6 separate regions of the Mus musculus genome follow, and regions 2, 3, 4, 5 and 6 are each linked to region 1. The links are chromatin contacts, called in public Micro-C, capture Hi-C and promoter capture Hi-C maps. All regions are on one chromosome and are shown on one strand. The core of a region is the stretch at or near the end of the contact, and the rest is flanking DNA. Distances in the headings are between cores, read along the strand shown.

Region 1 (3,841 bases), core at 597-3,096:
GATTTCTTTTCCACGTTAAGAAATGGGATGAGTCTGTGGGTGGCCAACAGCTTGGGAGGGTTGTGGGGTGCTGTCTGCCCTGAGGCATTGTTCAGTCAGGCTAATTTCCTCACCCCATTTGTCTAGAGAACTAGGACTTCACTGGTCCCTGGGTATCAGGGAAAAGCTGTGGTGCTTCCAACGGGAGGCAGTCCAGGCTGGTCACCTCAGGGTGTTGCTTGGTGTTTGGCTTGGCTCAACCACGTGAGACTCTTATCTTCACATTCCTAAACTGGGCCACAGGAAGGACAGTTTAAGTGGGATGTCACACAGATCTGGAATTCTCGTCTCAATGTCCAGAAATTCTTTCTTCCTTCTGTGTCTTTTTTTTTTTTTTTTTTTTTTTTTTTTTTTTTTTTTTTTTGGTAGCATGCTGCTTAAAAACAAAAAACAACCAACCAACCAAAACAAACAAACTAAAAAGACCCCCAACAACAACCAAAACAAAACAATCCAACCAACCAGGTGTGTGGCTGATGCTAAGTAGGTGGTTTTGTAGTTTGTGTTGAAGGGCACAGGACAAACCTTGAAATGTTAATGAAAATGTTAAAAAAACCAGGTATCCTAGGTTGTATTCAAAACCATAATCTTCTGTGGAGATTGGTCTGTGGAGGAGGTGACAAAGATAGTCTCCATGTGTGCTTTACAAAGACGTCCAACGCCACTGAGTAAGACCAACATCTTGGCCTGTAAGATGGGGGACGGGGTGAGGTTCATAAGTGTAGGCAGTGAAACTATTCTTCAGACATTCTGGACACAAAATTTTCTTTCCACGCGTTTGTGTTTGACCTTGGACTAATTAAATTATCCTTGCATTTTTCTGTTTGCTAATACCTAAAATAGGGCGAGTAGTACGATTTGCTTCACAGAGCTAAAGTGAGAACAAACAGCCTCAGTGTCGTGCCTGCTACAGACAGTAAGCCCTCAGTAAATTATTAGTAAATTATTATTAGAGCACTTTAAAGTTACAAGAACATTTCACTTAAAGACCCTTTTAGTTGGAGTAAGGTGGGAGCAGAAGACAACCATTGCAGCGGAATTAGTGCCTTCCAGAGCTAAGAAACAGGAGCAGGGGCAGAAGGAGGGGAGTCCCGAGTTAGCTCTATATGTGCGTGTATGGGTGTGTGTGTGTGCGCGCGCGCTGTGGAGTGCTGGACCTGGGACCCTCTACGAAGCCCCTCCTTACTCCTGTGTTTCAGGGAATCCATAGTTTCCTTTACCAGAAAAGCAAGGATAATATTTAAAGAATAACTGGCGAGAGTCGAAGCATTAACCTGCTTCTGGGTCAGGCTAGGCACACACAGCAAATGCCTACATAGCCCTTCGGTTCCAGGCTTGTTTCTTTGCGGCTTGGTGCAGCAGTCACTCCTTAGCACCCCGCCTTCCTCCCTGGAGACGCGGGCGAGGGGCACACAGCAGCCAGACCGCATCGCACCGCACCGCACCGCGGCGCACGCGCACTCGCTCGCCTAGCACCCGGGAAGGGAGGGTGGGCGGGGAGGCCTGGAAAGTTCCACCGGGTTCCAGAGCCCAAGGTTGGTAGGCGCGGAGGCGGCGGGGAGCGGGTGCGTGCCGAGCGAGGAGACGGCCTCCGACGGGCTGCTCGAGACCGTGTCCACGCTCCGCAGGCTCGGGGGACACAGACACGGCCCGGGAGGGCAAGCAGGAAGCCGTTGAGGTGCAAGTGCAAGGCGCCCTCCGGGAGAGGGGCGGGGCGGTGCCGGGTGGGCGGGGCTCTCGGTGGGCGGGGCGAGCCGTCTGCGCAGCTGCCGGAGCCTTTAAACCCGGCCTCGCGGGGTCGCACGGTGCTTTCGCCGTCCGGGAGCTGACCGGCCGTGTTCCTCTCTCGTCTTCCTCTGCGCCCCGCGTCCCCGCCCTCGCGACCCCGGCTCTCCTGGACTCGGCGCCGCCAACCTGGGCGATGCCCCGCTACGAGTTGGCTTTGATTCTGAAAGCCATGCGGCGGGTAAGTGACCTTCCCTCAGACCGAGTTCCCGCGCGGGCGCGCCCCGCCGCCTCTAGGCCTCCCAGTCCCGCGTGTCCTGCCTGCTGGACACCGGGTCCTCTCGCGCGGTGCGCGGGTGGTCGCGGGCGCAAAGTGGGGGGGTGGCGCGTGGGTCAGGCGCTCGGCGCGGCCGCGTGCGCGCGGGAGGCGGGGGGTGTGTATGCCCGCGCGTGTGCGCGGTCGCGGGAGGGGGTGTGCCGAGCAGGGGGCGGGGCGGGCCTCGGACCCCGGCTCTCCGGAGTCCGATGGAAGGACTGCGGGAGGACACACGCGCGAGAACCCAGGCCAGCCCCGCTCTGCGCCCACGCGTCGAGAAGCTGCTCGTCGTCCCCGCCGGCCGCTGGTCCCGATCGCCTGCCCTCAGCGTCCGCGATCAGTTACAGCCTTCCTCCAAAGCCCGCCAGTGCCGGCTGTGTACCCACGCACTTGTCACCGCTATCACACCAAAAAGAAAAAAAAAATCTTTTGACCTTTCTTTTTCTGACTCCAGCGGAAATCCTGCTCCGGGTGCCCTTAGCCCAGTTTTATTCATCCAAGTTGTGGCCTTGCTTGTGTTTCCGAAGACATGCCTTCCCCCAGCTTTTGATTGATCTGGAGGTAGGGACTTTCAGGTTTGGAGGGATGATAAACCACCAGCAGCCGGGTCACGGACTGGGGTCGGCGGCCGGCGGAGGCAGCTATGTTCTGAGTCAGTCAGTCGTCGCTGAAATCCCCATTCTTCTGAGAGAATTCGGTAATGTAGTGTGCTTTCACGCACTCTCCTTCCCTAGCAGGTACAGTTTAAAAGAAAACAAAAGCAACCGTTGTCCTTTTTTTGAGCGTTTGGAAGCAGCTTTCTTCTAGCCCTGGGCATGTAGGCTTTGGGTCAATTTCAAGTAGTGGCTTCAGTTTGAATCAACTTAAGCCAGGGGTCACGGGCTAGGCTCTGGTGAACAGCTAACAGTCAGGCAGCAGGAGGAGATTGTTCGGTGTGCCTTGTACAGGGTTGGCTTGGAAAGGACACCAGAGCCACCTGATGGTCCTGAAGTTTGTGCCCCCAAGCTTACTGACTCCCTGGCTCCGGGAGAACATTGTCTCACCTCTGGGTAATACTTTATCTACCTTCCTTCCTCATTGGGTTTTACAGAGTTAAAAGAATAGGAACAACAGAGGGGTCAGGGTCGAGAAAGTATTAAAAAGGGACTGTTTCTGATTAAATGGAAATTACTTAAGCCTCCCTTTATACTTTTTAGGTAATGTTAGAAACTGAAAAAATGTGACCACCAAGATTCATTCCCTCAAGGTGTGAGGTAGCAGTGACCCTTTGCACTCCTTTGAATGAGAGACTCTTGCTTAGCATGGCTGCCCAGTACACTGGCTAAATGTATTTTACCATGATGTGAATATGTGTTCACTCTGATTCAAAAGTCGGGTGTAACCTGCTCAAAATCTTGGCCTGAGGGTAGGTTCAAAGCACCTTAGAGAAGAGTGAAGACGGAAGAGAGGTGCTTAAACATAGTGTGGAAGATGTGTGAAGATCCTTACAGACCCAAAGAAACTAGATAAAATGACAACCCTCGGTTTTTCGTTCTGACTTTGAGAAGGTTGTAAACAAGTAAAGATGTGCAGAGACTAGACTTTTTTTTTTTTTTTTGCTTTCAGCTTTAGAAAACTGAATTCTTACAGGGTATGTACTTGTGGGTGTAAAGGAAAATGCACTTTGTTTTAAAAGAAAATGGCACAGTGGTTTGAACACCTAGAGCAGGTGTTTAGGAAGCCACAGCTCCCACCTAGGACAGTTAGCTTTTGTAGCGGGAA
Region 2 (4,323 bases), core at 63-2,562, 1.8 Mb after region 1:
CTGGTGCTTTTGGAGGTCAGAAAAGGGTGTTGGGTTAACTGGAACTGTGTCATGATCCACCATGTGGGTTCTGGAAACTGAACCCAGGGCCTTGACCAAAGCAGCCAGTGCTCTTACATGCTGAGTCCTCTCCAGCTCTTGAGATCATTTCTTTATAAAAACCCAACTTTCGCCGGGCAGTGGTGGTGTATGGCTTTAATCTCAACACTTGAGAGGCAGAGACAGGTGAATTTCTGAGTTCGAGGCCAGCCTGGTCTACAGAATGAGTTTCAGGACAGCCAGGGCTGTACAGAGAAACCCTGTCTTGGAAAAAAAAAAAAACAAAAACAAAAACAAAAACAAAAAAAACCTTAACTTTCATATGCTGGCCTGTAAGAAGTCAAAACCATAGGAGACAAGAATCTTTAAAAAATATGTGACATTATTGAGAAGGTCATGGTGGATAAATTAACCATTACATAATTGGAATGGAAGTTCCTACACATTCATGAGGCTGGCCTCAATCTTGCTGTGTAGTTAAGGTTGACCTTGAACTCCTGATCATCTTCCCATTTCCACCTTCAGAGTGTTGGGATTACCATCATAACAACCATTCTAGGCGTCTGTCACATCGCTAAGAGAGGGCGAAGGCATTGCTGTTTTATTGACATTTTGAAACTCCAGAGCCATTTTGAGATATTTGGTGGGGCAGGACAGCTCTCAAATATCCACTGCCTGGGACACTCTTATTTGGTTATATTAGATGAGTCCCAAAGTTTCCCATCTGCCCTATAAGAAATGTTATATATTTTTTGTTTAGTCTTTAGTTCAGGCTGGCCTGGAACTCTCTGTAGCTGAGGATAACCTTCCTCTTAGGGTCCTCTGGAGTGCTGAGATCACCGGCAGGGGCTGGTGACAGAACCGCTGCTGTTGGCTAAGCGTGCAATCAGCTGCCTGCGTCTCTAGTCCCGCTTTTCTTTCTAGACCGTAAATTCCAGGCGGGAAGATCTGTCCGATGAGCATGTGACACTGACGCGTGGTAGGTAGGACGTCTTGCATCTCGGGTTAGCACGTCAAAGCTGGACGAGCCTGGACTCCTCCGAGGCGCGGGAATGGGATTCCCAGTCCCGCCCAACAGGAGCCACGAGCCGCGACAGCCCCGCCCACGAGAAAGAAAAGAGCCCAGAGCTCCGCCCACCGGAAGCCAAGGTGCCGGGAGATTGCTGGCCACTGGGAGGAGGGATGCCCTGGACCCTCCCATTCAGAGACTTTGTCTTGTGACAGCCCCGCCCACGCGGAGGCGGGACGCCCCGGAACTCCGCCCCGAGGAGGCGTGACCGGAGGCGTGGCCTGCGGCGCGCGGGAAGCTGCGGGCTGTGGCGGCCCCGGGTGGACCGAGTTACTGCAGGTAGGTTTGCTGATACCCGGCTTCCGCGCTTCTGACCTGGGTTGGGCTGCAGCTCCTCACCGGGGCCGTGAGTTCTGATCTCAGCGCGGGCGCAGGCAGAAGGCAGTTCGTCCCAGACCACAGTCCCCACCGGGACCGGGACTCGCGCGCCTTCCGCCAGGCCGGGTTGGGCCGCCCGGACCCGCGCCCCTCCCCGTGAACTCCCTCCCTTGCTGCTCCCCGGGATGATAGCCAGTACTCCGGTACCGGTCTCTGGGACCCCACCTCAACACGATGCTCTGTGCTGCCCGTCCTCGCCTCCGTCTGGGGTGTTTGGTTTCTTTCTCTTCCGGAACCGTACACTGGTGGAAGTCTCTCTACCTGCGGGAGCATTTTAGCTGAAGATTGCAGGTGTCTGAGCCGTCGGCGTCGCTAATGGCTTCTGTGCTCTTTCCCCGGCTCGCCCTTCATGTTCCAGGGTCGCTGTTTAACTCTTTGCTAACGTTTCCAGCCTCCCTTTGCCTGGCGGAAACTCTGGAGGATGAAAGTGATCACGTGTGAAATCGCCTGGCACAACAAGGAGCCAGTGTACAGCCTGGACTTCCAGCATGGGGCAACCTGGAAGATCCACAGGCTGGCATCCGCGGGGGTGGACACCGCCGTCAGGGTAAATGGACAGGCGGGAGGATACGGGGAGGTTCTACGCGGAGCTCACGTTTTCATTCCTTTGTTTAAAACTGAAGGCAGCAACTCAAGTCGGGTTGCCACCTAGTCCAGTGTACTAAGTTCTGAGGCCTGGGGAAAGCAAGGAATGCTGAGAAGATTAGCTTTCTTAACATTTGCTACATTGTTTTTGTTTGTTTTGTTTGTTGTTTCAAGACAGGGTTTCTCTGTGTAGCCCTGGCTGTCCTAGAACTCTGTAGACCAGGCTGACCTCGAACCCTCTGACTCCCAAGTGCTGGGAATAAAGGCGTGGGCCACCACGGCCCGGCTATTTGCTACATTGTTACAAGTGGGTTCTCAGTATTTTAGAATACTAAACTAGGAAGAGCTCTGTGGTGCCAGGCATGTATCCCCAATACCCATACGGTACAGATCTGAAGTTTGAGATTCTCAACAGTAGTGAGTTTGAGTCCAGCCTGGGCTAGGTGAGACCTTGTCTCAAAATAGTAATACTGAGCCTAGCTCCTGTGCTCTGTGCTTTGCCCATTTGCTCTAAAGAACTGGAAGAGGGGAATAGCAGGTAAGGGGACTGATGGTGTGCATTTCTGCTAATACTTCCTTTGATTTACAAAGTTTCAAAAAAGAAATTGCATTTTCTGCCAGAAGATAAGTTGTTGTCTCCTGGAAGGGAGTTAGGAGGTGGCTAGTGTGTTTCTGCAATGTATGCTTTGCTGTCGACAGATCTGGAAGTTGGAGAGGGGGCCAGATGGGAAAGCCATTGTGGAATTTCTCTCCAATCTTGCTCGACACACCAAAGCTGTCAATGTTGTACGCTTTTCTCCAACTGGGGAGATTTTAGCATCTGGAGGAGATGGTAAGTATTGTCCTTATTAATCCTTAAACCTGACACGAATCTCCTGTCTAATAATGACATTTGAGCTGGGTTGACATGGACCAGTGATCACAGCATGTTGGAGGCTGAGACAGGAGGACTGAGAGTTCAAGACCAGGCCTGGCTAAATAGTAACAGTCTTTTCAGGGAAAGAGAATAGGACTGTGAGATCTGAGCTTATTGTATCTATTCCCCTGGCTGCCTTTCAGCTCACTAAACAGGTAACATTTTGGGAGTGTGTCAGAGATGGAAGATGAAGGACACCCATTAAACTCAGAAGATATATCTGAAAATAGTTCTTTCTCCATTTGTTGCCTGCAGGCTGGTTGGGTGTGGTAGATCTGTCAGCATCCCAGGGGCTTGTCTGGTTGTCAGAGTCAGCACTGAACCTCTGTGTAATTAATGGGCTTCGGGAATGTTTAGAATTTGTGCCTGTTTGGGGTAGATTAATTTGTATTGTGCACCTGTTTTTAAATGAGATAAAAGAATACAGAAAAAGTAATCCTTATACCGTACATTAAATACTCTAGACAACAGTAGAAAGTAAAACAAACCTTAGTTTTGGTTTGGAAAAAGAGGAATAGTTGCGTTCTGCGCCCTAATGCCCAAAATATGTGGGGTGTGAGTGTCTGTGTACATGCATTCATTGTACACGCACACCACATGCATGCATTCACATATTTGTTGTAAGTGGAACAGCTTTGAGGGGGCAATAGGCTGTCTCCTATAAGGTGGCCCTAGGGCAGTTCCCCATTACAAAGTCCCTTAGCCTCGAAGACCGAAACCTCCCTTTAGTCGGCTCATGAAGAGTGTTGATCTGTCCAGCCATCTCATCTCTAGCAGGCTCCCTGACGAGCTATGTATGTAGCTAGGCTTCCGGGTAGCTTTGAGTGAGCTCTTTTTGTCTGTATTTCCTGCTCCCTCCTTCACTGGCCTAAAAGGATCGCGTTACACAGTGAACCTATAGTCACCTCAGGAGAAATTGTCAGGTTCAGACCATTGCTCCGTCAGGCTGACATGGCTGATGTGCCCATATGATACTGTGAAGAAATGTGTGGCTTACCATGTCCAGGCCACTGAGCTGTAGGTGCTTCATGAAGATTCCCACACTCAGTCCTGACAGGGGCACTGTGAAGTGGGTGTGCATCAAGATGGAGCTCTGCAGGCACAGTCTGCAGACCCTTGCCTCTCTTCCTCCTGACCAGCCATCTCTAAGGCGTTCTCTAGAGTCTCAGTGAGGGCGGTTATTTTGCCCGGAAGCTTACTGACATGTGTGGTGATTCTAGACGGGATCTGTTTTGCCCTGCTGGTGAAGAAGGGAGATTTACTAGCCCTGTACAAATTCTTCGTGTTTTTCTAGGATCTCGTGTAGCCCAGGCTAACCTCAAACTCACCATGTAAC
Region 3 (4,141 bases), core at 342-2,841, 1.0 Mb before region 1:
AAGTCATTACAAAATCTGAAGTTTATTGCAATCTATTGCAGACTCAAAAATGGGTATTGCCAGGCTTGGCAGCAAATGCCTGGGATCCCAGAGCTGGGCAGCCAAAGGCAGGCAGCTCTCTGAATTTGAGTTCAGCCTAGACTACAGAGTGAGTTCCAGATCAGCCAGGGCTATAGTATAGAGGCTCTGTTTCAACAAAACATAATTAAAACAAACAAAAAATAGTATCAATTCCAGAAACTAAATGAAAATTTTAGTGAGTAACCCAAGGAACTTCAAAATTGTTAAATTTTGGCATATTTCACCCATCTCAGGATAAAAAAGTATTTAGAATGCTTCCTTAAAACATTAAGTCAAGAAACCTAAAACAATACACCCCAAAGTTATTCTGCCAAGTCTGAATAACTCTGGTCACAATAACAGTTATTTCAAAATTATGCCTAGAGTAAATCATTTTGCAAAACTAAGTTTCGAGTGACTTAGCCCTCATCTTTAATTTGAAAATCCAAGTCAAGAACAAGACATTTCAAACAATGCAAAACCTGGTCTGTATCTCCTTCAAACAAAATTCCAGAGAGGTCAAAGATAATTCACCCATCTTTCTAGAATCACGAAAGCATGACGCAAGACCTTCGAAAATCATCCAATTTTTCCTAACATGATGTTGAGGTACAAGTAAAATCGAAATCCCCTGCAGCCTGGTCCCTCTTCTGCTTCAAGAGCCAATGCCACAGCGGACATCTGCTCCTCCCATTTACTTCTACAGAGAAACCGAGACTGGACAACAGCAAGGGAGCGATTGGATCAAGGTCACCGGGAGCCAGGGCTGCAGCCCCAGAATTGTTCCCAGCCCTGGTTTCGGTCCTCCTCTTTAACAATCCGGCCTTCTTAATCAAGGAGGCCTAAACCGAGACGCCAACAAGCCGCAGGTACAGAGGCCTGCAGACGACTAAGAGCAGGCAGTTAACCAAGAGACTCAGGCTGCCTGCAACTCGCAAGGTAGGAAACGGGTCCACGGAGCATCGAGCCTTCTCCTCCACTCAGGATGGCTGATCAGGGCTCTGACAGCCGGAGGAGGGACTGCACAGGCCGTAGACTTGGCTGGTGGCAGCGCGGGAACACAACCCCAGGCAGATCCGGAGGCCGGAGGTGGGGAAAGGGGCGCGGCGCCCGGGCGAGCACGGGCTTGGGGTCCGCGTGGGCCGGGCCGGGGCTTACCTTCCTCCTCGTCTTGGAAGCTGAGCAGGCTGGCCCTGGGCACCTCTTTGTTCTCGCGAGGCCTCTTGCGCGGCTTCAGCCCATTGCCGGGCTCCGCGCCGCCGGAGATGCCGCCCCCGGCCTCAGCGCCGAGGCCCGGGTGGTGCGCGGAGGGCGGCGGCGGCAGCGGCCCCGGGCCCAGGAGCGACTCCCCCGCGGGGGCCCGGTCGCCGCCGCCAGGGCCGGGCTCTTCTCCCGAGGCCGGCGGGGGCAGCAACGGTGGCGGCTCCTGCTCCTCATCGCGCTCCCGCTCCTCCTCCTCCGAGTCGTTCCGCTTGCGCACGTTCACCCGCCGGGCCTTTCGGAACATCCCAGCCGCCGTCACCGCGCTCTCACAGCCGCTCGCTGACTGAGAGGACGAGGGAGCGCGGAGACCACCGCCACGCACGCGCAGTCGCAAGAGTTCCCCCCCACCAGCCGGGTCGTCGCGGCTCTGGCTAGCTATCGCGCCGCCTCGATTGCGCATGCGCCTGGGCTCTCCTCGCGCCCCACTACTTGGGCGGAGTCTCTTTGCACTGCCCTCTAGCGGCGCGGGGGACTGTTGGCATGGTACCCTCCGACTCCAGTGTTGTTCCAAAGGTCACAAAGAGGATCATCGAGATGAGAGGAGCGAGTGTAGTCTGTCGTCTCGGAGCGTGTTGCTGCAATGCGTCTTCCGCGCTTATACGGAGCCGTTACGTGTGGCAGCCTCCCTCCCACTCAGTGCCTGCAGGGTAAACAGAGGCGGGAGGCCGGGGAGAAGCGGAGGGACGAGTCAGTTGACTTGAGCTTGGGAAGGGAAAGTGCATCTCCATGGTTAATATGCCTCTTAATAACGCGAGGCGATGCTAGCAGATATCGTCTACAGATCAGAAACTCCATTAATACTTGCCATCTCTACAGCTTTATCAACGCAAACACTCTCAAAGGCGTGGGAGCACACACGTTAAATCCCAGCAGCACTGGGGAGGTGGAGGCAAGGCGATCTCTGAGTTCGGTGCCGGCCTGATGTACATAAGGAACTCCAGAATGGCCAAGGCTATGTAGGGAAACCCTCACTGTCTGGGGAAGACAGAACCAGAGATGATACATCTCCCTGCTGCCGCAGCCATTCCCAGGAGAGCGAGGTGTTTTCGGGTGGCTTGGTAAGAAAGCCAAGTTAGGTAGCAACTATTTTAACTATTTTACGAAGCATAGTGAATTTCTGAAACAAGCGGAAGGAAGATTTGTCTTATTTTCAGACTATATCACAGAGGGCAAATCTGAACCTTGGCGGCCTTAAAGAGATTGCATGAGCCGGGCGGTGGTGGCGCGCACCTTTAATCCCAGCACTCGGGAGGCAGAGGCAGGCGGATTTCGGGAGTTCGAGGCCAGCCTGGTCTACAAAGTGAGTTCCAGGATAGCCAGAGCTATACAGAGAAACCCTGTCTCGAGAAACAAACAAACAAACAAACAAAAAGATTGCATGAGGTTGAGCTAACACACAGGTTACCCAGTTCATAACCAAAGTTGAATCTTTTCTTTCTCTCGAGCATATCAGGATGCGTGGGTAGAAGTGTTTGTGAAATTATTTACATGTTTCAAAACCCGCCAAAAGAACGGGATTGGAGAGGTGAATATTGCAGTTTCGAACCAGAGGACCCTGGCTGCAGTCCCAGTACCCACACCCTCAGGGCTCCTCAAAACTCCAGTTCCTGGGAATCTGGCGCCCCCTTCTGGTCTCAGCATGCCTGTAGTGCCCAGCAGGACGTGTCCTGAATGCAGGCTAAAAGCATGGTGTTTACACATCATCTGTAAAAAGGTGCTGGACAGCACAGCAGTTAGGAGCACTTTGCCGCTCCTGCAGAGGACCTAGATTTGGTTTTCAGCACCTAGTATGGCAGCTTACAACTATGACTAACTGCAGTTCCAGGAGATCCTAAAACCCTCTCTGGCTTCCTTGTGTGGCAGCACACACATAGTTCACGTACAAAGCATGTGGGCAAATATACATAAACAATACAACAAAATCATTAAAAATATCTAGTTAATTGAAGTAATCCCAGCCCTCTGGTTGGAGACCTGCCTAAGATAAAGGAGAACATGTCTTTAAAAAAAAAAAAATCCCCAAACCTCAAACTATGGTGCACTGGGCTTGTTGAGAACTTTAAAGGAAAAGTAAGCCCTCTGTTTAACATCGCCTTGCTTTCCCCTTTCCATTAAAAACAAGTGCAGAGAGAGGCCTCCTCTGAAGTTCTCCATTCAGCCTGAAGATAGAATTCCCAAAAGGAAACACCATTGTATAAGCATGGCTGCCCCCACCACCCTGGAAATCTCATCAACTAGGGAACATTAGCACCAGAGGAGAGGCCAATGGTGTGGATCCCATTGGCCTCTGTCACCTAAGAGATGTACTGTATGGAGAGGCGTGTATTATTCACAGTACTGTTGGCCACTTTACTCACCCACCCCCTGTCACCACGAGTCTCCCAGAGCCTCAACTCCCGTTCTGTAGTCACATGTGTGCCTAAAGTTTCCTCTCCACCGCTGAGCCTTGTACTTATGCATTTGTGTATCTGTGTGCTAGCTTCCTTCCTATTAATCTCTGACTGCCGATTTGTTTTACACAATCATTGAAACTCCCCAGAGTGGAAATCTCCCTCCTTATACTGTAATAATCAACACTATCCTGAAGAGCTTTGAAAATTTGTCACATCTCTGAGGCTAGAATGGAATTGCTGAGGCCCCAGGTAGCATCTTTTAGTTTTGCAAATCCTAGCTTGCCCTGTGTAGAATTTTTAGTTTGTACTTATACCAACAAACATGACTGTATCTTTTAGCCTATACCATGCCCTCAGATTTTCACTGAGATTTAAATTCCACACTGAAGTAGAAGATCCCACGTTTTCGTTTCATATAATTAGGT
Region 4 (4,010 bases), core at 440-2,939, 1.9 Mb after region 1:
CGATAGATAAGGACAAAGAAGCTCTGAGCTCACAGGCTGTTTCAGATCCAGGTAGAAAGACCTTGGGTCTGGTATCATGGGTGACCCTCTAGTTTGCCAACTTCAAATCTAAACCCAGGACCAAAAAGATTTAGACCTTCAGAAGTATAAGAGTTAAACCTCTCGGTCCCAAATATCTCCCAGGTCTGGAGACCCTCTCAAGATGCTAATCACAATTCTCTTTCTCTTTTGCTCAGGGTCCTGCCTTGGGACTACTATGGCTCCTGCTGAGGATATGGGGCTTAAGATAGTTGAGGGTTTTAAATACAATTGCATAGGATTTTTCCCTCTTTGTGCTATTTTTTACCTTTATTAAGAGACAGCTAAGGGGCTGGAGAGATGGCTCAGCAGGTAAGATCACCGACTGCTCTTCCAGAGGTCCTGAGTTCAAATCCCATCAACCACATGGTGGCTCACAACCATCCGTAATGAGATCTGACGCCCTCTTCTGGTGTGTCTGAAGACAGCTACAGTGTATTTACATATAACAATAACTAAATCTTTGGGCCAAAGCGAGTGGGGCTGGAGCAAGCAGAGGTCCCAGCAATCACATGATGGCTCACAACCATCTGTACAGCGACAGTGTAGTCATATACATAAAATAAATCTTAAAAAAAAAAAAGACAGCCAAAAGACTGGAGAGATGGCCCAGTTAGTAAAGTGTTTGCTGTGTAAACTCAAGGGCCCCAAGTTTGATGCCCAGAACTCACATCAAAAGGCAGGCATGGTGGCCAGAGCTTAAAATCCCAGCACTGGAGAGGTGCTGGGTCCCTGGACTCTCTAGTCAGCTAGCTCACTAACCGGTGATCTCTAGGCTAAGGAGAGAGCCTGTCTCAAACAGTAAGGTGGGAAATACTCAAACACATGATCATACACACACACACACACACACACACACACACACACAGAGAGAGAGAGAGAGAGAGATGATGGGTGGATGGATAGATAGATAGAGGAATCAAGCTCTCGTATCTCCTTCTTATTCCCTCCTCCCAAGTGGCTGTGTTGAGCTTGGGGCTCAGGGGCTTAGGTTGAGGTTCTCATGAGGAAGAGGATGCTCTCAAGGCAGAAGTTATGAACAGTGCTGAACCACGCTGGTTCCCCACAAGGAGTCAGAGCGGCCAGAGACAATGATGGCACCTCCCCAGGTGACAAACAGTCTCCAAGCATCTCCATTCATGTTTGCTCTCAATTGAGACCCAGAAAGCGAAGAGGGAGCTTTGCCCGGATACTGTAGGACCACATCCCTGCCCTCCCTAGGTCCTCAGCAGCTTGGGTGCCCTTTACCCCCAACGTCTTAGGGTCCCCTCCACACCCAGGACCGAGGACCCTTGGAGAACGTTCACTTTCGCCAGGCCACCGACCTGCCTTTCAACTCAACCACCCACACACCTGACAGGCAGGGCCCAGCTTTGGAGATAAATGCCTGCCGGCTGCAGCCACTCCACTCACATACAGAACAGCTCCAGTCCCATCCACCTTGATGCTCTCAGGTAGACCACGGAGACACAGCAAGGACACCACAGTCTTCTGGCTTTGCCTCATTCGCCGAATGGAAGCTCTAAGGCCAGTGTGTTTGAGAGAGAGTTGTCTGGTCAATTACGGTCTCTGAGTCGGGCCTGCGTGGGCACACATGCCCTCTGGTTAGAAGATTAACCAGCCAGTGCGCCCTACAAGGTGGCCCTGCTGAGGCAAACTTTCAAGACCAACCGGAAATGTCCTATCTGCGTTTGGAACAAGAATGCCAGAGATATCTACACACGGCCGTCTAATGGGTCCCTGTGGCTGGTAGGTGAAACCTCATCTCTCCTACCCACTGCTCTGTGTCAGCCTTTTCTGACCTCCCTGCTCTGGCTCTGTTGACTATTGGTCACCAGACTCCTTTGCCGCAGCTGCTGGCCACAGGGACGCATCCCCCGAGCCGTCCACCTGATGGTTGGCCCCATGTGGCTGTGGACTTTTTCCTTGTTGAGCAATTTGCTTTCCCAATCCTGATGAGGGCTGTGAGGGAATTCTGGGAAAGGAGCGACTTCTCTTTCAGGCCATTTTTGCTATAATGGCTGAGGGATGACTCTGTTGCAGTCTGTAGGTAGGAAATGACGCTGAGTAGGTCAAGGGTCGTAGCACTGAATGAGGGATGGTGTAACAGGAGTCGAAGATAAGAGTCAAAAGGAGAAGACAGTCTTCTCAGTAGGTAGGAGATGGCGGCCTGGAGACCTCAAAGTGGCACAGGGACCTGTCCTGGCCGGGAATGCCTGCAGGTCCGTCAGGTGTCTGGAGTGTGATTTTTGGGATGCCAGGGTGTGCTGAGAACCACTGAGTTGTCTTTCTGTTGATTTCATTTGCCCTCTATGCCACTGAACCAAGGTGTCCCATGGCACTCTGCAGTCACGGGAACTTCAGAGGGGACGCTGTAGAAAACTATGTTGGCAGGTGGCCCTGGGCATGGTTGTGCAGAAAGGAAAGGGGTCTCACAATCTTCTTCATGAGAATGTCTCTCAACAAAACCCCTCTCATCAAGCCCTGCCTATCAGCTCCTGGTGGTGCCACCCTGAGAACCAAGGCTTGGCGTGTGGAGACGGCTGGTCCTCGGTGTGGCAAGGTTTTGCCACATATTTTATATATAAATATGAAAGAAGAGATCCAAAAGCATTGAGTTGACAGTAGCTAGGTGTCCGTACCCATGCTCATGAGGAAGGTGTTCTAGGCATACTGTGCCCTCTGTTATGAATGGAAACACCCTCCTCCCATCTGCTCTTCCTGTGGCCAAGAGCCAAATGGAGAACCTGGGAGAATGGGCCACGTTAGGGCTTAAGGTCGTGACTGTGAACTTCTGGCAGTGACCTTGTCTTAGTAAGGGTTTCTATTCCTGCACAAACATCATGACCAAGAAGCAAGTTGGGGAGGAAAGGGTTTATTCGGCTTACACTTCCATGTTGCTGTTCATCACCAAGGAAGTCAGGACTGGAACTCAAGCAGGTTAGGCAGTAGGAGCTGATGCAGAGGCCATGGAGGGATGTTTCTTACTGGCTTGCTTCCCCTGGCTTGCTCAGTTTGCTTTCTTATGGACTACCAGCCCAGTGATGGCGCCACCCACCATGGGCCTTCCACCCTTGGATCACTAATTGAGAAAATGCTTTCCAGCTGGATCTCATGGAGGTCACAGACCTGCCCATCCAGACCTCTTCTTTCTCAGGAAGCCTGGTGCTTTGGGAAGGCTCACTCAGCCTGTGAACTCCCACAGGCTGAAGCGCCCATAGCCTGCTGCAGACCTAGTGCACAGCAGCCTGCCAGGTTCCCTGCAAAGACTGGTCTGGGTGGGCCTTCTGCTACAGCTGCTCTGATTCCACACCCTGCCTCCTGATTGCTAGCTCTCCAACACACATGTCTGCTAACACCCAGCATCACACCCCAAGTGTGCCTCTGGCCTTATAATTATCTAAGCAGCCTCACGTGGATGGTGCTTAATGAGGTGTATGCACGGGAGGAAGCTGCTATTAGTGCCAGCCATCTTGTCTGGCTGTCCTCACCCAAGGCTTCCTTCCTTACAAACAAGGTCTGAGCTGCCCCTCTCTGCCTTAGTTGCCAGCCTTTGCTAGAGCCATCAAAATGGCTGTTCTGAGAAAGGTTTTTGAGATTGGGCCCTGTATCCAGGCACTGGGTACCAGTCCGGAAGTGGCTGTATGCCCATGTATAGCTATCAAGGAGTGTTCTGACAATTCTCCTTGTCTATGCCCAGCTGTACAGCATGCCTGTCACATCTGAGGGGCTGGCAGGACTTTGCAGGGGCAACAAACTTCTAAAATATGTCAGTTGCTACAGGCTGGTAAGCACAAGGACCAGGAGGAAGGCAGAGGCACGTTAGATGCTCTCAGACACCATCAGGGCCCACAGGGAGTGGAATAGTATGAATTATATGACTATTCAATTTATTATGTGTGTATAATCAGGTTTGTTTGTACCCTGCTCTG
Region 5 (4,440 bases), core at 1,796-4,295, 1.0 Mb before region 1:
CTAATCTTTGCTTAAGGGTTGTTCATTATGTCACTATCATTTTCTCTACCAGAATAAAATTTTACTATTTCAGTCAGGTTACACTTGAACCAACATAGAAATCATATATGCATAAGTCTGGATTTTATGCTCTTATTGAGTCTAAAGAGCAGTATTTAAACTATTTAAGGCTTATACTAGTAAATATGTCATTTAAGCGCGCGCGTGCGTGCGTGCGCGTGCGTGGAGGCCAGAGACTGATTAAGCATCTTCCTTTATTGCTCTCCATATTATTTTCTGAGTTAGATTCTTATGCCAAATCTGGATCTTAGAAACTTGACCACAACAGCTGACCAGAGATCCCCGAGACCTTCCTGCCTCTGCTTCCCCAGTGCTGGGATTATAAGCATGTGACGCCCTGCCAGGCTTTCATGAAGGGACTGTAGATCACACTCAGACCTGCATGCTCACATGGCAAGCATTTACCAACTGACCATCTCTTAAGTCCAAACATCATGTTCAATAAACAGTCTGAGCAAAATATAAGAGGGCTGGGGGTGTGGTTCAGTTGGCAGAGTGCTCGCCTAGCATGTATGAAGCCCTAAGGTCAATCCTGCACAGTAGTGCACACCTGTATTCTCAGCACTCAGGAGAAGGGGGAGGGGGTGGTGGTCTGGAATTCAGTGGCATTGGCTATATCATGAAGGTCCCAGCTATAACTCTAATAGACTGTTAAAGTAATAATGATAATTAATAATAATAATAATAATAATAATAATAATAATAAAAGAACAAGTAGTTACCATTAGAAAATCTGTTTAAAACAAATACTTGAGACAATCCCAAACTGGGGTTGTCTGCCCCAGTCTTGTATTAAGAATGAAGCATGGGGTACATTCGATGTCTCAGCAGGTAAAAAGCTTTTGCCACCAAGCCTGAAGACCTGAGTTCAATCCCTGGGGCCTATATAGTAGGAGGAGCTCCCAGAAGCTGTCCTGATCTCCACTTGTCCCCTACCTACACACAAATAAATGACTAAATTAAAAAAAAAAAAATGAACGAAACACAATGTGAATTAGTCCTTTTATTTTCATCTATCTGCCACAAATTTACCCAAACATCATTTTGTGTGGTACAATAAGTAATCCTTTTAAAATAAAGGTCATTTTTCAATAATATGAAATCAAGCACATATGTCACATGAAATATTTTAGGAGCTGTCTGCAATTCTTATTAAAGATATAAAAGCTTAGGCTGGAGAAGCGGATGGTCAGCACTTGCCTAGAGTGACTGAAGCCCTGAATCTGACCCACCAATACCACACATGAGCACAAGGGACACCTGAATAAATAAATAAACAAATAAGGGTTTGATGTATGATGCACAGATCATACCATTCCTATTAAATCTGACTAACAAAATTCTGGGTATAACAGGAGATGCAAGCTGTCTTATTGGGTTAATGTGATAAAGACAAAATTGCAACACCATTTTACAAAAAGATAAACTTCTAGAAGCAGAACAGATGGAAAACAAACTCCCAGCAGCAAAATCTGCACCGCCCTGCACCACCATCACCCCAATAAAAACCCTAAGCTATCTCAGTTTACAGAAAATAAGGCTTCATTCAAATTAAGCCAAAGCACAAACCCGTACGCTAAAGCTCAGAAGATCAAATTCAGGGAGAAGGTTCTCAAGAACCTTTTTTTTATAAACTGTTGAACTCGCGAGTTACAACCAAAACAGAGATCAGAATCGGGCAGGTGAAAACACGTGACTTACAGAGCACAGCCACAGCCCCAGACTCGAACATGAGACATTCTTCCTTATGCCTAGTTTCCACTATGAGGCTGAACGGTGGGGGATCCAATTTGTGGTAGATTCGAAATCCTTTGCTGAACGCCATTCTCCTTTCTTCAGAGGCAGCCCTGTGGAAACCAAGTCAATGCACCTGAGGTTTCCTTCTGCTGCAAGGACTGCTAGGCGTCCTCCTGAGGTCCCTCACTGACAAGTTTGATGGGGGTTGGGGGTAGAGAAAAAGAGAGCTCAGGGGTGAACGGTTTATTCCAAAAGATAAGGCGTCACCTTTTTTTTTTTTTTTCTTAACCAAAAGGCAAAAGGAAACGCGTCCAGTTCTCAAGATACGGCAGGACAAGGCAGGGGTTTTTAGCACCGTCGGTCCTGATTTGGATAAGGTGGATTTCCCATTTAATTTATGTTTCCCCAAAGGGAAAATCTGTAGCGTATTTTCAGTTGGGGTTGTTTATCGGCTTCCTGCTTCACGATCTGTCACTACGGGAAGGGAACTGATGGGGAAACTTCAAGCCGATCCCTAGGCGGAATGGGCAAGGGGATGGGAGGGAAGGTTAATCAGGCTGATTCAAAGCTCCTGAGGGGGCCGGAGAGGGACGGGATTATCACACCGCGGACTCTCCAGGGCGGCGGCGAAGGGCAGGGAAAGCCACACAGGTGACTGCCGCCTCCTGCCCAGTCACGAAGCTCACCGTGACGAATGGATCCCACCGCCACTCAACGAGATCCCGGGGAGCCGGGGGGAACTGAGGCACCGGGCGCTTCAGCGCCTCCATTACGCACCGCCAGAGATACCCGGGAGCCTGTGCCGACGGGGTCCTTTCCCGCCCGCTGGGTGACAGCCGCTGTCACGGCAAGCCACCCGCAGCCCCGGGGTCTCCACACAACCCGCCGCCCTCGGCCCTCGGCCGCCTCTCACCGCTTGCGACCCGGCTGCGACGGCCGCCACCGCTCAGGAAGCGTCCACCCGGCCGGCCGGCTGCCCCTGGGTAGAGCCCGGGCCGCTCCCCGCCCCCCGCCCTCCCGCCCGCTGCCTCACCTCTTCCTCCGGCTCCTCCTCCTCCTTCTCCCGCAGCCTCCGCCGCTACAGCCGCCCGAAGCGTCACTTCCGCTCCAGCAGGTCCAGCTCTTCCGCATTGCGCCGCTGCCCAGGCGGAAGGCCCGCCCCTTAGGGTGAAAGGGCGGAGCCGTTTCCGCCCACGCGGGACCGTGCTGCCGAGCAGGGCGCTTACTGGTCACCGGGTTCCTGCGGCCGCCGCGTCCTGGGTCCGTGAAGCGAGCCTCCGTCGCCCCGGGAGTGGGAAGGTGGCACGGCCAGGGGAGCCGGCAGAGGGAGGGTCCGTCCTCCTCGCGTGGAGCCCTGTAGCTCTGCCCTCCCCGCGGGCGACAGGGAGGGACTTCAGGAAAGAGCTGGGGGAGCCCGTGTTGATTCGTGCTCGAGTCGGGCATCAGGACCACCCCCTGCCGCCTCCGCAGACCTGATGGGCGATGGGCGAGTGCGAGGCGGGGGACGGTGTGCACCCCGCGCCGGCTGGGTGGCGCTCGAAGAGCTGTCCATGGTGTCTGTCGTCAGGGAGGCAGCAGGAGGCTGTTCCCTGGCTGTTTCAGTGTGTTCTCCGAGCTCCAGGGGCGATGGAAGAGTGCTCAACCGAATGCAGTGGAGAGTGGGGGAAGCCAGCAACCAGAAACTCCAGGCAGTCAAACAAAACATGGCTGTCACTGTCGATTTGCCAGCCGTGGAATTTTATAACTAAGGGCATCACACTGTTTCAAACTATCTTTTTAAACGAGACATTATGTCTAAAACTTGTGTCCAGCAGAATTATTCTGCCTATACTTCAGAGACAAAAATGGGAGGACATTGTAGTCCCTGGGGCTTTAGAGAGGAATTGAGAATCCAAGGAGCACGGCAATCATGTTCCATTTGCCTTTGCTTTCCCCTAGCCTCTTCCCCTTTTTACTTTCTTCCCAAAAGCACAATTTAAATATGACGTATTGCATAAAAACATTTCCTCTAACATGCTGTCATGTGACTCAACGCTTCTCTATTTTAGAGAAGACAAATCCACCCTAGTTTTAAAATATTAAAAGCAAACTAAACACAAGAGAAGCCACCTCCAGCCAAGGAGATACACACTTGGATTCAGTTCTTAGATCTTTTCACTTAGTCTCCTAAGAACAACTTTTACTTTTTTGTTGTGGTTACAGTAACCACAAGCTTATAATAACAATTGCTTGCTGTGAATTGTGGTTAGCCATTTTTCCCTCCCAAGAAGTGTCCATTTCAGGTGGGGACAGTCCTTTAAATAAAACAGGGATGTTTGAGAGTGGGATTTTTCTTAAGTGTGATGACTGTATATGACATGCACCGACAAAAACGGGTTCAGGAGAGCTGGCCACTGAATTGTAGTACTTTGGAGGTAGCTTTTGTTTTTTGAGACAAAGTAGCACAGAGCCCAGGCTAGTGTGCCAACCATACCTGGTTTACGTGGTGACAGACTGAACCCAAAGCTTCATGCGTACCAGGCAGGCATTCTACAAGCTGGGGGGCATCCCCAGCCCTAGGGATGAACCTTTTTATGACAACTGAAATTACCCCAAGTGGAGCTGTAATCAAACTTGCTTACCCCATCATTCTTTTCACACCAA
Region 6 (4,190 bases), core at 1,188-3,687, 1.5 Mb after region 1:
GGGGGGAAAAAGGTTAAAAGGCCAAAAGGTCAGGATAAGGAGGATACAGAGGAAAGTCAGGAGAATGGGGAGGAGCCAGGATGCAAGAAGGACACTGGATTTTCAGTATCTGGTCCCTAAGCCTCTGGGCCTCATACAAGCCACCTTTGATTGGTTGCTGTAAAGACAGCATTGTCCCTTGAGGAGAGTGTACATCACTCCGTGGGATGCACTGAGGAGGTCAGTCCCCACCATGGTGGCAAAGAGCCAAGTTCATCTTGAATGGCTTTGATCTGTCTTGAAACATCTTTAACAGATTGAGGCAGTTTCTAATGCAAGGCGCAAATAATAAATCAAGAGTGATCAGGAGGACCCTAGCTTGTCTCCCAAAACCTCCCCCACCCCCTAATTGTCATTCATTATGCTCTTCTGCAACTTTGTTTATTAAGACAGCAGGATCTGCACTGCCCTCAAGGTTCCTTATACACCACGAACTACCCCTGCGTGGCTTTTGTACTGAAATAATTCAATGAACATCTGTCTCACTCCAGCAACAGAAGAAAGTCCCTGGGGGTATGGAGATTGCAGACCAAATAGTCACTGATATATAAAAGAGCAAACCATAAACAGCTAAATTATCCTGGATGACAGAGCAGGTATCCAGACCATGCAAGGTGTGACCACATCTATGTGACACTGCTGAGCGCCGAGGACACTGGAGGGGTGTTTGCTCAAGCAAGACCAACAAGATCCTTTTATGCCTTGACTGTGATGGACACAAAACCTAAAATGCCAAGGAAATCATACAGAATGAATAAATTTACCTGAGGTCACAAAAGAGGAGTCTGAACAGAACTGGAAGCTTGTCTTGCTGTGGATACGTGGTGTTTTACTATACTTTCGGCAGCTCACAACCTCGTGTGACTCCAGTCTGTGGGATCTGATGCCCGGTGCCCTCTTCTGCCCTCTGGGCATGGCACATGGTACGCAGACATGGGTTCAATCAGAACACGCATACACCGTTCTTGCTTCCTGTGGTTACATGGGTTCCAAGGATTGAACTCAGGCTGCTGGGTGACCAAGGTCCTTGCCCTCACTTGCTGAGCCATCCCACCCTGGGCAGCATTTTTTTTTTTGGATTATTCAGGTTTCTTAAGCAATTGACTAGGAGCTTACTTTGAACGGCAATTTACAAGCAATGTATATGAGGCAGTAGAATATTTTGAAATGGAAATCTTATACCTGTCTCCTTTATTTTACTGTATTCCTAATACAATGACCTTCATACACACAGAGAGGTCTTCCTGTGGGGTCAGTATAACTAAAATGTCTTATTTTAATCTAAATGGCCACTTGTTTCTAATAGCAACCTACTGAATGGAGAGGAAACGAAACTTGACCTGGAGATCCCTATAGCCAGGGTGTTAGGAACCAGTGACGAAATCTGTTTCCCACGACTGAACCAAATGTCATTTTGCGAGCATATGGCATCATGTCATCTTAAAAAGGGACTAAAAGGGTGCATTGTGGTGCACAGAAGAGCAGCATCCCCTGAAGGCCCTGTACACATCTGTACACTCAATACAAACATCCAGGTAAGACAAAGCAATTAGAAGTATCTAAAGGGATACCACAGGCTAGTAAGGAATGTTTCCTGCCCAAAGATTACCCCAATAGCTTTGCTTTGGTGTCCTAAGAGGTGAATTCAACACAAATTGCGATTCCTCATCATAATCTCCCAGTTTGTCCTACAATTCAAGTTCCTACAACTTAAGTGGCAGCTTTATGTTATTTTTTTTAAACACCAGAAAGAAAACGTACAGAGGTCCAATTTGCAAGTTGGGGAAAACAGTGAAAAATTCATACAAGTAATGAGGAAGACCTAGACCCGTGGGCAAGCTGAATGCATGATTTCCAGGTGCAAAGCTGTGTTTCTCTCTCTCTCTCTCTCTCTCTCTCTCTCTCTCTCTCTCTCTCTCTCTCTCTCTCTCTCTCTCTCTCCCTCCCTCCCTCCCTCCCTCCCTCCCTCCCTCCCTCCCTCCCTCCCTCCCTCCCTCCCTCCCTCCCTCTCTCTCTCTCTCTCTCTCTCTCTCTCTCTCTCTCGCCTTCTCCTGCAGTCTTGCCTGGCAGCTGGCTTCAACACGCCTTCAGGAAAAAGCCTGAGATGTCAGTCATTTGACCTGGCCGGTTTTTTTCCTGGCTGGTATGTAACCCCCAACTGCATAATGCATAATCTGAGATAACAGACAACCTGACACCTTTCGTTGCATGGTAAACTTTTATTTAAAAAAAAAACAAAAAACAAAAAAAAAAAAACGGAGTTCAGGTAAGGTGAGCCATTTCCTAAATACACAGCAATTTGACAAGAGGCAACTTTAAAATCCACACTAAACAACAAACACACCCCCCACCAGCCACGCCCCCCGTAGGGAGGGGGCTTAAACTGCGCATGCGTGCTAGGTGCGACATTGTCGACGCCAATTTCAGTCCGCCAGTGAACCGGTCTTGAACCACTCTCCAGCAGCCTCGAGAGGCAGAGTTTGCGCCAAGTTCCTTGGTCTCCGACGGCCTCCCTTCTCACGCAGCCATGTCTTCCAGCAGACCCGTGGCGCTGGTGACCGGTGCTAACAAAGGAATCGGATTCGCGATCACTCGTGACCTGTGTCGGAAATTCTCCGGGGACGTGGTGCTCGCGGCGCGGGACGAGGAGCGGGGCCAAACGGCAGTGCAAAAGCTGCAGGCGGAGGGCCTGAGCCCACGCTTCCACCAGCTGGACATCGACAACCCGCAGAGCATTCGCGCACTGCGCGACTTTCTGCTCAAGGAATACGGAGGCCTGGACGTGCTGGTCAACAACGCAGGCATCGCCTTCAAGGGTAAGCCATTGGGTGTGGAGATGGAAGGTGGCTTCCCCAGAGCCTGGTGGCAAGGTGGGCTGTGCCTCTCTGGGATCATTACTAGGACCAGGAGCACTATGCTGTAGGACTCTGAAACAGATCCCCTGGGAGAAACAGGACAGGGTAGTAGGGGCTGCAGGAAAGCAGAGCCTCAATGTTCGCCATCATTTCTAGGTTTCCCTCACCCAGTTGTTGAGTAATTGAATTGGACTTGGCGATACTTAAGTGGAACTATATCTGATACTGAAATAAGCAAGAGATTGAGGAGAGAGAAAGAGACAGAGGGAAACGGTGTTTCCTTAAGATCCTGATATATACAAACTTCACCTAGCCACCCCCAGTGGTGGTGGTGTCTTTCAAGCACAATAGAAAATTGTCAGATGGACAGTGATGCAGAGCTGTATGTAAACAAGACTGTACTTGCAAGTGGATCTCTAAAGCTCTAGCTTACTTAGGTCTTTACATTTCCACTCCGCTAACTCGGTTCTCTTCTCCCCCCCCCCCCCCCGAAAGTCAATGACGACACCCCCTTCCACATTCAAGCAGAGGTGACAATGAAAACGAACTTTTTTGGTACCCGAGATGTCTGCAAGGAGCTGCTCCCTCTAATAAAACCCCAAGGTGAGTCTGCCAGGTGACTTCCGGGCTCAGCTCCTCTCCCTACTGCACAGCCTCTCTGCCACTGTGAGGCACTGCTCAGACCTTTGATCTCAATTCTTTTGTGGCCATTGACTTTCTCTTTGCATACGCAGCTCTTCTTAATCTTCAGATAAGATTCCAGCATCCACTTCTTCCACCTCCTCACCCATTAGGGGCTTTAGGACTCCAATTATGTCTGAAATATTTTGCATACATACTGACATCCCACTGGCCACAATGGCCTGTCCCCACAAGTGCTAAGATTGTACCCAACTACATCCCTCAGCCCAGCTCCACAGCAGCTCTCAGCTGTCAAGATGAACCCTACAAACCCTCTGAGGAAACCACCTTTCTGGAGCAGGACTTCTTTGCCTCTCTACAGCACTCAGCCCCTCCTAAAATCCTTCAGGAAGAAAATCAGGCCTTTAGCAGGGCTCACAAGACTCTATAATCTCACCCTTCCTTATTCCGAGCTCATGTTAGTGCTCCATCAACATGAGAAACCTTTCTGGAAAAACAAACTATCACATTACATTTCTCATGAACTGCTCTCATACCACAAGTCTTTGAATAGCACGTGAATGACCAGTCATTAAACACACCAGTAATGATGAGGGAGCCACTTTGAAAATGTGAGTCTCTGGTATAGAGTTGACTAAGTATGGCTCTCTCAGA

What was found. Promoter capture Hi-C pulls out the DNA fragments that hold promoters and counts their contacts. Hi-C and Micro-C count contacts between places; a contact is called where the count stands out from the background. Capture Hi-C pulls out chosen DNA fragments and counts their contacts.
Region 2: a promoter capture Hi-C map of liver shows a contact between it and region 1, with 5 times the contacts expected there. The contact joins the promoter of Chaf1b here to the promoter of Slc5a3 in region 1. A contact is called at or near these places in 1 of 39 promoter capture datasets (liver) and 1 of 484 Hi-C or Micro-C datasets (B cells).
Region 3: a contact with region 1 is called in a Micro-C map of embryonic stem cells, with 7 times the contacts expected there. The contact joins the promoter of Paxbp1 here to the promoter of Slc5a3 in region 1. A contact is called at or near these places in 1 of 39 promoter capture datasets (pre-B cells), 1 of 484 Hi-C or Micro-C datasets (embryonic stem cells) and 1 of 115 datasets of contacts at active chromatin or transcription factors (bone marrow-derived macrophages).
Region 4: a promoter capture Hi-C map of liver shows a contact between it and region 1, with 3 times the contacts expected there. The contact joins the promoter of Cldn14 here to the promoter of Slc5a3 in region 1. A contact is called at or near these places in 2 of 39 promoter capture datasets (both in liver).
Region 5: a contact with region 1 is called in a promoter capture Hi-C map of pre-B cells, with 2.1 times the contacts expected there. The contact joins the promoter of Synj1 here to the promoter of Slc5a3 in region 1. A contact is called at or near these places in 2 of 39 promoter capture datasets (liver and pre-B cells).
Region 6: a capture Hi-C map of macrophages shows a contact between it and region 1, with 6 times the contacts expected there. The contact joins the promoter of Cbr1 here to the promoter of Slc5a3 in region 1. A contact is called at or near these places in 6 of 39 promoter capture datasets (the C10 cell line, cranial neural crest, hippocampal neurons and 2 more), 1 of 484 Hi-C or Micro-C datasets (CD4 T cells), 2 of 115 datasets of contacts at active chromatin or transcription factors (astrocytes and embryonic forebrain) and 4 of 9 other capture datasets (adipose tissue, embryonic stem cells, liver and 1 more).

Annotation. Positions count from the first base shown.
Region 1 is chr16:92,056,476-92,060,316 of GRCm38.p6, forward strand. It overlaps Slc5a3 (solute carrier family 5 (inositol transporters), member 3), which reads left to right and starts at 1,847. Exons shown (of 2, transcript NM_017391.3): 1 at 1,847-2,005. It overlaps Mrps6 (mitochondrial ribosomal protein S6), which reads left to right and starts at 1,861. Exons shown (of 3, transcript NM_080456.1): 1 at 1,861-2,005. The coding sequence starts at 1,961.
Region 2 is chr16:93,882,589-93,886,911 of GRCm38.p6, forward strand. Chaf1b (chromatin assembly factor 1, subunit B (p60)) reads left to right here and starts at 1,313. Exons shown (of 14, transcript NM_028083.4): 1 at 1,313-1,387; 2 at 1,878-2,033; 3 at 2,771-2,903. The coding sequence starts at 1,908.
Region 3 is chr16:91,042,788-91,046,928 of GRCm38.p6, forward strand. It overlaps Paxbp1 (PAX3 and PAX7 binding protein 1), which reads right to left and starts at 1,592. Exons shown (of 18, transcript NM_026110.2): 1 at 1,219-1,592. The coding sequence starts at 1,567.
Region 4 is chr16:93,927,878-93,931,887 of GRCm38.p6, forward strand. Cldn14 (claudin 14) reads right to left here and starts at 1,690. Exons shown (of 2, transcript NM_001165925.1): 1 at 1,432-1,690. Gm31012 (a long non-coding RNA gene) reads left to right here and starts at 1,465. Exons shown (of 2, transcript XR_385072.3): 1 at 1,465-1,827.
Region 5 is chr16:91,008,263-91,012,702 of GRCm38.p6, forward strand. Synj1 (synaptojanin 1) reads right to left here and starts at 3,046. Exons shown (of 32, transcript NM_001164483.1): 1 at 2,831-3,046; 2 at 1,762-1,907. The coding sequence starts at 2,928. 4930404I05Rik (RIKEN cDNA 4930404I05 gene) reads left to right here and starts at 2,987. Exons shown (of 3, transcript NR_028368.1): 1 at 2,987-3,057.
Region 6 is chr16:93,605,400-93,609,589 of GRCm38.p6, forward strand. It overlaps Cbr1 (carbonyl reductase 1), which reads left to right and starts at 2,438. Exons shown (of 3, transcript NM_007620.2): 1 at 2,438-2,855; 2 at 3,390-3,497. The coding sequence starts at 2,567.